2 separate regions of the Zea mays genome follow, and region 2 is linked to region 1. The links are chromatin contacts, called in public Hi-C maps. All regions are on one chromosome and are shown on one strand. The core of a region is the stretch at or near the end of the contact, and the rest is flanking DNA. Distances in the headings are between cores, read along the strand shown. Region 1 holds the start of LOC100216924. Region 2 holds the start of LOC103650693 (BTB/POZ domain-containing protein FBL11).

The links. A called contact is a pair of places that touch in the nucleus more often than the background predicts.
Region 2: a contact with region 1 is called in a Hi-C map of leaf, with 7 times the contacts expected there. The contact joins the promoter of LOC103650693 here to the promoter of LOC100216924 in region 1. A contact is called at or near these places in 5 of 25 Hi-C or Micro-C datasets (bundle sheath, ear, endosperm and 2 more).

The regions. Positions count from the first base shown.
Region 1 is chr3:146,731,760-146,738,117 of Zm-B73-REFERENCE-NAM-5.0, forward strand. LOC100216924 reads right to left here and starts at 2,063. Exons shown (of 3, transcript NM_001370802.1): 1 at 1,854-2,063; 2 at 477-543; 3 at 1-387. The coding sequence starts at 1,937. The coding sequence ends at 131. LOC109944850 reads left to right here and starts at 4,651. Exons shown (of 15, transcript XM_020550337.3): 1 at 4,651-4,871; 2 at 5,043-5,177; 3 at 5,255-5,357; 4 at 5,434-5,577; 5 at 5,724-5,828; 6 at 6,342-6,358. The coding sequence starts at 5,080.
Region 2 is chr3:147,410,922-147,416,573 of Zm-B73-REFERENCE-NAM-5.0, forward strand. It overlaps LOC103650693 (BTB/POZ domain-containing protein FBL11), which reads right to left and starts at 1,384. Exons shown (of 19, transcript XR_564324.4): 1 at 1,148-1,384; 2 at 1,017-1,067; 3 at 805-931; 4 at 368-503; 5 at 208-257; 6 at 1-74. It overlaps LOC541623 (root cap protein 1), which reads right to left and starts at 3,045. Exons shown (of 2, transcript NM_001111378.2): 1 at 2,746-3,045; 2 at 1,739-2,653. The coding sequence starts at 3,007. The coding sequence ends at 1,887.

The sequences.
Region 1 (6,358 bases), core at 813-3,312:
AGTTTCTGACATCCATTTCATTTTACCGATAGAAGTCTCATATAAATATAACCGTATGACAGCAAAGACTCAAGTTTCTGACATGCGACTCTGGTACAAGATGCAACCCTCGCTAACTTGGTTCAGATGACTAGGCAGATTCCGACTTGGTGTAGATCCTTACAGCAACAGCCAGGCCCAGTATTGCCAGGGGGACCAAAAACTGGAGGATCTTGATGACGAACTCCGGGGTCTTATCCTGGTTGTAGTGCGGCTGCTTGGGGGGCGTGTACTTCACCTTACTGGGTATCGTGGCCGCATCAATCTCACCGACGAGGTACTCGTCCATCATTGCACGGGCGGTGGTGCTGTGCCCCACATCTTCGAAATCATCGGTAGCATCCTTGGCTGCAAAAACACCCATAACAGTCAGAATCTGCTGAAATGACACCTTCACCAGCTTCAAACGCTTGGTATGACAAGTATTGCAGCTTTACCAGTGGAAGACAGCAGGACATCATCACCTCCAGGGTGGTCCTCCAGAAACTTGGTCACATTGTACACCTAAACACAAACAGAAAAGGGTTTCCTTATTTTTTTTCATCAAATGAAGCTTTGCTACTGCAGAAACATCATGGTGCCACTGCCATTCAGCTGAATTAGAGAATGACTAGCACAGCTTTTCTGTTCATCACATCCAATCACCACCAGTTTTTTTTTGGTAAATTAGTGGCATCCCGCATCTAGACAGGTATATATATTTTTTGTTTTGCCAGTATTCACAAAACAGGGATCTTGAGTATTACACTCCACCTAGATTGTGGATCCCAGACGAAACAAAAAAAGACGGCAACAAGAGCATTCCAGTTGTACCACAATGATATGATTTCCGGAAGCGAGGCACCAGATATTATTATAGGCTACATGACAATCTTTAAGGAGTGGGTCAGGCTCAAAGAGAGTGAGAGAGGTCACCAAAAAAAACCACCACCTAAATCAGCATGTACAGACAAATCTGGACAATGGACGGAGGTACCCAGGAGAAAGTAATAATAGGTCAGCAAGCATATGGTCAGTAAAAGGCGTATATGTTTCCTATCATTTGTGAATCAACATCCTAAGGATGGTTCTTGGAGATCCTGAGAGAGTGCGGAGATGTTCTAAAGAAGAGAGTGAGGCTGAACCATCTGAGCAGTAGATAATAACCTATAATAAGCAAGCAAAATGGTAAAGAGAAATCATGGTTGCCCCAACAACATACCACACCAGGTACGATGGATGGTCTTCAGGTGTCAGTGATGGTCTTGTGCACGCACAGCACAGGAGTGTTATCGTTGCGTTTCGTGTTTGATTTACTCATCGTGGTCTAACTAGATGTCGCAGGAAAATGAGTCGTCCAGACTAGAGGCGGCAGAAGCAGCTGAACCGGAATGAAACAGGGCGGTGAGATGAAATCGAATTCTCCACTAGGAAGATCGATGTTTTTTTTGGCACTAGCAACCAGGGGGGTGGGTTATGAACACCAGTACTAGGTTAGGTAGGTACAGTAGAAGCTATCCTATCGCTTCCATGATTTGTTGTTACTCCTAACTAGGGATTAGGGATAGGGCTGAACCGGAATCGGAATCGGAATCCAAAAAGGACAGGCAGAGTTCCCGGATCCCAAGGGAATGAATCGTTTCGTTTCAACGTTGCAGGTGACAGAGCTCGATTCCAGGCAGCTAACGAAAACGGATCTTAATGATACATCCGATGAAGGGGAAGATCGACGGTTCCCACCCCAGGACCAGGAAGGCAAGGGGAGGGAGGGATCCTTCTGAATTCCCAAAAGCCAGAGAGAGATACTGTACAGATAGAAAGGGGGGAGAAGTAACCTTGCCGCCGATGACGAGCCAGCAGTCATCCTTGGTGTTGTGCTTGGCCACCTCCTCAAGGGTGTACACCTTCGACCCCGACATCCTCCTCTTCCTCTTCCTCTGGTGACGGACGGGGTGTGGCTGCTGCGGGAGGCGGAGCCGGCTGCTGCTGCTTGCTTTGGATCGGATCCGATCCGACGGCGGCTGGAGCAAGACGAATACAAAGGCGACAGGCGAGCGAGAGAGGACAGGTATTAGTAGGTGGGGGAGCCTCGCCACGGAGGTGGGGGTAATGAAAAAGGGACCCACCAGTCATCGTCTATCTGGGTATGTAAAGAGGTCATCAGCTACCTACCCCCGCTACACTCACCCACCCGTTTCCTTTCGTCGCATCGGATCGCGTGCGCCCAGCACACGCCTGCGATGCCCGTGTGGCCACAACAGATCGGATCTGCAGCCTCTTGTACTCCTACACTACATTCATCACCGTCAAGTGGTATGAAATGCGTGCGTGAGCAACTTTTACATGTGCAGTCTCAGTCTCTTGTGCATCTCTGATTTCAACTCTAAAGTTCTATTTTCGCATTTCAACTCTAAGAGTACTCCAACTGACTCTATATTCTTACTATGAATATAATTTTTTACATAAAAAATACCTTCTAACATTGTATCTAAATGATTATTTAAATATAGCTATCTTCTATTCCAAGTTTCTCGCTAGCCAATGATATAAAACGTGAATAACTCTTTAGAGTGTAAACAACATATAGAAAAGCTGTTGGAAATTGAAAGATATAAAAATGGTTTTTATGTAAATGACTCTTCAAATAATAATTTAAAAAGTGGAATTTAGAAAGACTCTTGGAGATGCTCTAAAGTCATTTTTTTAAAAAAAACTAGGCTCTCATGCCTTTCAATTAACTGCAAGCTCAGCTAAAACACGACCAATGCTTATAAGTCTCCAAGAATTTCTGTTCTCTGTGGTCTAACCTGCATTCTTATTTCTCAAAGAATTGTTAGTGCACAAATGGTTGTCATTAATTACCAAAACATCACCAAGGGCCCTAAATGATTCATAGTGGAGGATAACCTTGCTAGCGACCTTGTCGATAAAGTGTGTGTGTGTGTGCTGAAGAGCGAGGAGGAGCGCGAGGCATCACGACGTGTTGTCAGAGCCGGTATGCTCGTGCATGTCACTCATCACCGCCAATTCCTTGAGAAGAAGCTAATGGAGTGAGCAGTCATGTCGCTTATGGACACTCCCCAAAAACGTGATTGCTGCCCTTCGCCTTAGCAAGTGAACTCTCGAGCGACACTCGTTTAGAAGGTATGCTCTCCCAATGATCGTGCGCACGAGAAACGAAATGGGAAAACTTGGCCCACAATAGAAGTAGAAGAGGACCGAGTAACAATGAAATGATGAACCTTATGTAGGCGAGACCAAAGAACCAAATGGGCATGAGAGACCAAGAGACAGGGAACTCCTATAACTCTAGGAGTTATGATCGTCGAAGATCAAGAGATGAGAAACTCTTGTAACTTTGAACATTACGATCATAAGAGATTAAGAGATCGAAAACTCCCGATAACTCCCCCTCCACTACATGTAATATTTCCCTGAGTGGTTAGACACTGTCACGCTCCACTGCACCGTGAGGGCAACTTGACTAATAGCAGAAGTAGGGGCGAACCAAGTGACAATGACATAATGAAGCTTATATACATGAGCTAGGAGAACCAAGCGGACACATGAGATCAAGAGATGGGAAACTCCCGTAACTCCAAGAGTTCCAATCACGGGAAATCAAGAGATGAGAAACTCCCATAACTCCGGGAGTTCCGATCGAGGGAGATCAAGAGAGGGAAAACTCTCAATAACCCCTATTTCCTCCACATGCAGTAATTCCATGAGTGGCAAAATATCATCATACTCCACCACGCTACAATTGTGCCCGCTTCACGCCATGACACACCAGGCCTCGCCTTAGCGACAACGTGCGCACACGTGGTACATCTTTATCACATTCTTAACATCTCCATGCAGATAGATATAGTATAATCGTACAAGTTAAGTTAACATCTGGCCAACGTCCATATTATAATAAACCATAATGTATACTTTATTTAATATGGGTCTTATAATTTATTTAAATTTTTTATGGGTCAAACCCACAATAATAACTAACAATGTCCACCAAATTCTAGGGTAGGTATTAAACAATCTCAAAGTCATGGTTCTTTAATATACCAGGATTTTTTGGTGGAGACTGTTAAGTTAAACATTTGTATAGGACAAGGGTTACACTCATTCACAATTAAACAATAAACTATGTCTTGAATTGACGATTTTGTGCGAAGTAAGTTTCACCAAATTTTTTTTCTGGTACTAGAATGCTATAATAACCCCTTTTAATTATTTAGAGCTATTCAGAGAGTCCATAGAGATAATAGCCATGGAGGTCTAAGCAGGCTATAGATAGAAATTAAATAATACTCCAGAATTTGTCTTTCATGATTTATTTTGCTTTGATTTATATGCGATCAGTTAGGTGGTCGATAATCTGCAGTAATTGAATGTTTTTTATGTGGAGATAGAGACGGAAATTGTATTCCTTTTATCCTTAAAAAAATGGTAGCCCTCGTAATTTGCTGGGTGGACGAGACGAGAGGACAAACCGCAAGGAGGCCAGACAATTGTGTTGTGTTGCTCTGCAGACAGAGAGGCAACAAGGCAGGCGAGGACAGACAGACAGACTCACAGACAGGGAGGCAAAGCCAAACGAAACGAAACGAAACGAGACGTCGTGGCCTGGTTCTGATGGCCTTGAAATCCATTTCCTTCTTCGGAACGAGAATCCTCTGACCACTGACGCGTGGCCCATTCTTCCCTTCATCAACCACGCGGCGCCGGAGCGAGCCTCCTCTAGTCTAGCGCCGCCTAGGGTTTCTCCTCCGCCGTGTCGTCACCGTCCACGCGCCATTGCACCATCTCGATCGCGCGTCCTCCCTGCCATCTTGCAGCTTTCACTGATTCAGGTAAGTAATCCCTATCTCCTCTTCCTCTCCTCTCCCTCTCCCTCTCCTCTCGACAACAAGGTTTTAGATCATCACTTCTGCACACAACTCCTCTCGAGATTTCCCATCTCCATCCATCCATCCCGTCGTTCCATTCCATTCCATGCATGACTAATCCATCCAATCTTTCAGGACCAGGTACCCGTCACTATTATGCTCCCGCCGAGCGATGCGTAGAAGTCGCCGCTCGCAGGTCTCGCTCTTCCCTACTTTTCCCGCCGGCCCGCTGTTCCAGGCAATGGCCAAACTTCCGGTACTTGCACGCAGGTTTGCACGCCATCCATCCCTTGCAATCCATTCATAAATATCTGTGATGCATATCTTTTTACTTACAGTTCCATCAGGTCGAAGCCTAACGAAAACATGAGGCTCGTTGTAGTAACGATCGTTGGTGCGGTCTTTGGATTCCTTATCGGAATCTCGTTCCCGACAGTTAACATAACAAAAGTACGTGCATGCTCTGTCCACATGCAGCATCTAGGCAATAACATGTATCTCAACGACCCAAACAAAAATGCTGCAGCTTCACTTTCCATCTAGCATCGTCTCCTACATAGAGGACAAGAACTCTGGCATCTCAGCTCAAGCTATACTTAACCATGCTTGGACTGCGGCCAGGAACGCAAGGGGAAATGGCTCCCAACCAATCTCACTTGACAACTTCAAGGTACAATAATTCCCCAATACACTTCATCCTCCTGTGATATATATATGTGTTTTCCTTTGCTCTCCTGTGCTGTGCTGTGAGTGAACGCCCTGTCTCCTTCGGTATAACTGTTGATCTAAAAGAGTTCCTGGTTCGTAACTTTGTAGGTCTATGTACCAACAAACCCCAGGGGTGCAGAGAGCCTAGCGCCAGGTATTGTTGTGCCAGAGTCTGATTTTCATCAGCACAGGTTATGGGGGAACCCAGATGAGGTAACCATTCTTGTATGCACTTCTCGTCTCATCTTATATTATATATTGTTTTCAGTTCTGGGTTTGCCTTCTCTTTTCCTTCGCACAGACTATGGTTTATTGCTCCTAGAATGAGATTATGCTATAGCCTTCCCTTCACATTGTCATCAAGAATTAGCGTATTCTTTTCCTTGTAAATAAATTCTTAGGTTGTTTGTGTGCTGCTCTCATGCAATCTTTTTTTTCCTTTTGTTCTCCCACTGTTGGCGAAAGAACTTTTGCTCAAGATCTGAGTGTTGCTGTGAACTCGTCTTATTATTTATCCACCTCGTACATGCACTGTATTCTTGCCGATTTTTAGCCCTGTTTTTTTTATGGCTTTATCTTCCATAAAAGTTGATTATTTTCATCTCAATTTCAGCACCTGAGCCATGATGCTCTGTCAAAATTAAGCTCAATGTTTTAGCTAATTCTCGCACATGGTTCTGTATCTTGCACATTTCATTCTGCTGGTATGGATATTTGAATTTACAGGACCTACCCTTCAAGCC
Region 2 (5,652 bases), core at 134-2,633, 680 kb after region 1:
TGTGGACATTTGATCGCTGAACATAGCAAATCATAAGGTATTTTATTAAATGACCTTCCTGAGATAGCATGTGCCTGCATGGTCCACAGAACGGCAGTGGTACAGAAAGCATGTTGCATAATACATGAGCATATCAGAAAGGAACCAAACATCGCCAGGAAATATATTTCTCAAAGAATATGCACATAATGCAGTAATTGTACCTACAAAATTCTGAGCTAGAAATTTTTGGCAAATGTCTTGAACAAAAGTAACACCTGCAAACATATCCAAAGCCAGAAAAAAAACCTTAAAGAATTGATTAGATTTTGTTCAAAATGGAAAATATTACCTGGAAATGTCAGAACACTATAGCAAAAGAACTCACCATGCTCTTCAGCAAAGTACCAGACTTCAATTATGAAATCTAATGGAACTGACATGGCAGAAGTTTGAGAGGCTATGGTGCCGAACCATCTTTGACACTCCACTAGAAGGCTCTCAACAGCAAGAAACAAAGCTCCCTGGATGATAAGTGAAGTTGGAGACTTAGGGTAGCACCTGACATGAACCGAAGGCAGTAGCACTAGCCTCAAATTTAGCAATGAGTATGGCTATGGCATAAATGACCATCTTCCTCCAGCAGCTTTCTATCAGGCACAGGTTTACTAGTAACTGCTAACGATGGTACACAGTACTAATGGAATTCCTATTCCCATGGCATAGAATTTATGAAACATAATAAAAAAAGATAATCTAGAAGGGTGTTGTCTTGTGTTATCAACCAAGAGAAGCACAACTTTAGACTTTCAGGACTGTGGGTACCTCCAACAGGGGGAGGAAATTGTTGTGCGTGATGTTAAAGCTCTCGGAAGGCTCAAAAAGGTAGCGCAGCACTTGCACAGCAGCCTCCAAATTGCAGCCCACACGCACATGCTCTCTGCCGGATTCACTGCATCCACACACAGCGCCGATGAGATACCTGCCCAGTCGCCACTAACTTGTAGTAGTAACTCGAGGCTTAGGTTTTCGCTGACCTGAAGCTGCCGCCGAGGAGCGCGCGGAAGTAGGAGGAGCTCTCGATTAGCCTGCCCACGAGGTAGGATTCGATTACCAGAGCGCAGGAATCAGCTAGGGGGTAGGTTGAGATGGGAGAGTGGTCGCTTGCCTGTGCCGGTCGACGCGAACGGCAACGGTTGGGGATGGGAGCGGGTCGAAGCGCGCGAGGTCGGAGATGGACAGCGGCGGGGGAGAAGGTGAGGATGGAGCACGGGCGGCGGCGGCGGTGGCGGAGGATGATGTGTCGGTGATCTCTAGAACCAGCGCGTCGGCGGGGAAGGCCATGGCCGCGCGTGGTGCTTGGTTTGGTTACTCTGTCAAGGACGAGAGATGGACTGTTTCCGGAAGCTAAAAAAAACTGTTTTCTCTTGTTGTGACTTCGTGAGATGGGCCTCCGGATCGAGTTAGACGAGCCACAGGCCCAACTCCACACTGCCAAGGCCCACCAAGAAACTAAAATTGTTTGTTTCCATTTTTGTTTTGCTTGTGAGTTGTGATGATGAGAGTCCCAAAATTGTTAAGCACTCGATTACATTTTATCTTGTGCTCAGTTTCTTAATTCCACGAACTATCAAGTGAAGCTCGATCGATTACTTAAACATCCATGCATTGTAAAATAAAATCAGGAGTATTTAATTAATTAATTAGGAGTATACATGCATGCATATGTATTTATAAGCCTTATTTGTTGAATATATAATATATAATTTCAATGGGTTTATTGCTGCTTCTTCATTCACTAGCTAGTGTAGAAGACACACAACGATGGATGGATCGATATCCTCCGAGATGGTAATGGAATGGTACGGTGAAGTCGTCGATCGCGCGTACGACGTGTCCTTTGTTATTCATTCCATGTCGTCGTCGTCGGTGAGCATGGCAATATTAGCGGCGGTGCCTTGCTGGTGTCGGCGTCCGCCAAAGCGTGCGACGGCGCAGTCGGTGGAGAAGAGGTCGGAGGAGAGGTAGTCCGGCGCGCCTCCCATGACGGGCATGTTGGATGTGACGTTGAGGCTGTTGACGTAGTCCGGGCGGTAGGTCTGGCCCAGCACGCCGTGCACGTCGTCGGTGAGGTCGTAGAACTTGAAGCCGAGGTCGAGGTGCGCGAGGGTGTCGCCGTCGTCCTCCCTGACGCCGTAGTTGTGGATCCGCGAGTCCTCGGCGGTGATGGGCACTACGCTGGCGACGATGCGGAAGGCGCCCCTGAGCTCGACGACGACGGTGTTGACGCGCGCGGTGCGGGTGACGGACAGCGCCGGCGCCGTGGGCGGGGACCAGCGCGCGCCGACGAAGCGCGGCAGCAGGGACGCGACGTCGACGTCCTCGTCGTCGAGGGCCAGCGCCAGGTGGTCGGCGGCGGCGTCCCACCTGGGCGTCCTCTGGGCGGCGACGTAGAGGTGGTGGTGCGCGAAGCGGATGCCCAGCGCCTGGATCCAGGTGAAGTCGCGGCTCATGGCCGGGTTGCGCTTGCCGATGAAGTGCGCGTTGATGTGGAGGGCGGCGTCGGAGACGATGCAGAAGTCCCGGTCCTTCTTGCCGTGGAAGTAGAAGTTGTTGCCGTCGGCGCCCGTGAAGCGTGGGTCGCCGCAGGACACGCCGGGATAGAAGTCGCACACTGCATGTGCATATATATCAAATTATTAAGATGGAAAGGAACCAAATTAATTGTTAAGATGGACGAAATGAAATACTCCGATCCGTACGTACAGCAGAATGTCTTGCAGCTTGGGCACTGGATGAGGCACTTGTGAGGGCAGCGTGCGTTGCAGGTGGCGCTGCAGGTGGTCTTGTTGCTCTTGATGTTGGTGCACTTGAGAGTCGTGCTGCGATCGTTGGAGCCCACCTTCAGGTTCGGGATGTCCGGCACCGCCTGCTGAGAAGATGCGGGTTGCAACAACGCCGCCGCCGCCGCCATGACGACGATGCACACCAAGCAGAAGCTCATACTGCTTCTGTGACTGTGAGCCATTGTAGACTGCTCTGGCTTAATTGGTGTCTTGATCGCAGCCAAAGCTGGAGGTAGCTTATATATATAATGCATGCATGTCCCTAGCCTGCATCTTCAGTTGACATTTACACATCGCGGCCGGCTGGGGATGGATGGATTGGCCCTTGAGTCCCGGATCAGCAAATGCATGCTCTTCCATTCAGATCTCTTGTTTGTAAGCAACCTGCACGTAGTACGTCGTACGTACTAGCTGTTGCATGCATGCATGTCCATCCATCGCCGGACCAACCATATCATGCAAGAAGGTCAACGCCACGGCCAAGATTAATATTAGATCGATGATGTGCGATTGCATTAAAAGCAATGCCTACTTTCTATAGCAAGCTGCTAGCTAGCTGCTCCTTGAGCAGCAAGGAAAGCGTCCAACCCCAACTTGCTCTCCCATCCCCATCCCATGCATGCATGTTAGTTAGCCGGATAGCATGCATCATACTATCGAGTATCGACCACGTACAATTGATATAATTCGAAGCAAGCAAAGAATATAAAAAAAAGTGAGTTTTTTTTATGTTGAAAATTAATAACAACAAACAAGTTTCACTTACCAAAAAAAGTGAGTTGTTTCGCTATGGAGATCGAGGCAAATTGATAAAGGATCATACATGACAATTAATATTCACTTTATCTTTGGATGTGGAATGTGACCACCTTTAAATTTTTTTCCCTTCTAGTATTGGGTATTCCAATATAATGAATCACAAAAGGGGGTTCAGTAATGACCATTTCTTGTGGGAAAAAAGTTTACTAGCTCGAAAGGAAAGAAGGCGTGTTTTTTTTTTGTCTTGTCTTGTGCTAGAGAGCTAGCTAGTCTTGGGCTTTTTTATCAGAATTGAAGATGGCTCGGCTCTACAGCTTTAGCATGGAGTAGCTCTACAGTTTTCTAGATTTCGGAGCAGCAAAGATGCACTACAAAAAAATTATATTGCAATTCCTGAAATTCCTTGGAGAGTTAGGTTGTTTGGCTAGCTTTGATCATCTCTTCTTTGGAGTTTTATTTTGGAGCCATATCAAACACCTGCTAGACCTTATCATCACTAGAAAAAATTGCTAAGTGACGCCGAAAGTGATGTCGTGTTGCCAGCAGACGACAAGAAAATCTAATTGCCAGTTTGTGGCAAATTTGTTAGAGGACACCATACCTAATAAAATATACATTTTTGGTTCAGTTAAAACACCATTTTTGTCTCTAATCCTTTGCCTCCCTCCCTTTCTGGCCACTCTATTTGCTCGTCCTCTTTCTCTCTCTCTCCCTGCAACCATATATCCACTAGGTACCATGTTGATAGAATCAGGGGCGAATCTAGGATCTGATCACATCCCGGACAAATCTATTTAATCTATCGAGTGGCCCGAGGCTTGTATCCGCCCCTAGATGGAATCCATGAGAATGGCACTACGAATGGTGTGCCCACCTCATGTGACGCACAAGAAGTGATGTATGAACTATACAAGTACAATGCTTGTGTGTTGCAACGACACACAACTTATTCGATAAGTTGTTAATGTACAACGATTAGATGACAATGAAACATGTATATCATCATTGCTTAATAACATTTATGCATGGCCATTGAGGTCAAATATGTACTTGTGTATACGTCCATTCGGTTGATGGTTCATGGTAAGGAACTACCACAACTACGAGGTCAGCATATATTTTTTTGCAGACCGTCCTCCAAATACCTGGAACCGACTTCCATTTATGCAGAGTCGAATCACTTCCATCATGCAACATAGCACTCTCTAGAAGGGGTGTGCATTTTCTATGTGCTTGATGTTATAGCTGCAAAGTGGATTAGTGCAAGTTTGAGACCAAAGATCTTAGATTTTTAGCGAGAATAAGTGATAAGTCCATTGGGCAACACAATAACTCATAATAAACTATCCAACCTTCAAAAGGGTCAAAATAATACTCCCGCGAGGCTAAACCAAGATCTGGATGGTAGGACTTTGTAGCTATATCACATCATCAACTCCCTTAATTGACATAGGTGAAAATTTCTAGCTCTATCACACATCATAGCAGATTAGCCATTCTGGATAATGACCTCCATACATTGTGAAGAAAAGCAATAACCGATTAATGGTGGACCAAAATTTGATGGCTCCTTGAATGGCAAATCGGTTGCTGTTTTCCAGAGGCAGAAAGAGGTATCCATGCAACTGAACCTTGGACGCCCACTGTAAATTGATAGCATAAATTTGAATCCTGTGGCTCACCAAAATCTGTTCTATTGCTAGTAGGAAATAAACCTGATGAAATGGAGCACCAAGCGCACGTGTTTCGACTGGCCACACTCGCAGACCTGAAAGTCCCTTGTGGCTTTTGGTGTTTGGATGACTATATTTTTAAAAGACTAACAAGGCTATGAGTGTTGAACAAGAACTTAATGAAAAGTCAGCAAAGTCAGCAAGATTCAACACAAGTGTTTAAGTGTGATATTCCATATATGTTGAGTTAGATATGGGTTATGGATACCACAAGTGATATTAAAGGATGGATTTTGTCTAAGTGGGATTCAATGTACATGGCTTGAAGTTAGTTGGTTGAACTAAGGCTAGTTCCAACGTGGATGTAGGTACGCATTTCAGGTTGGTCGAACCAC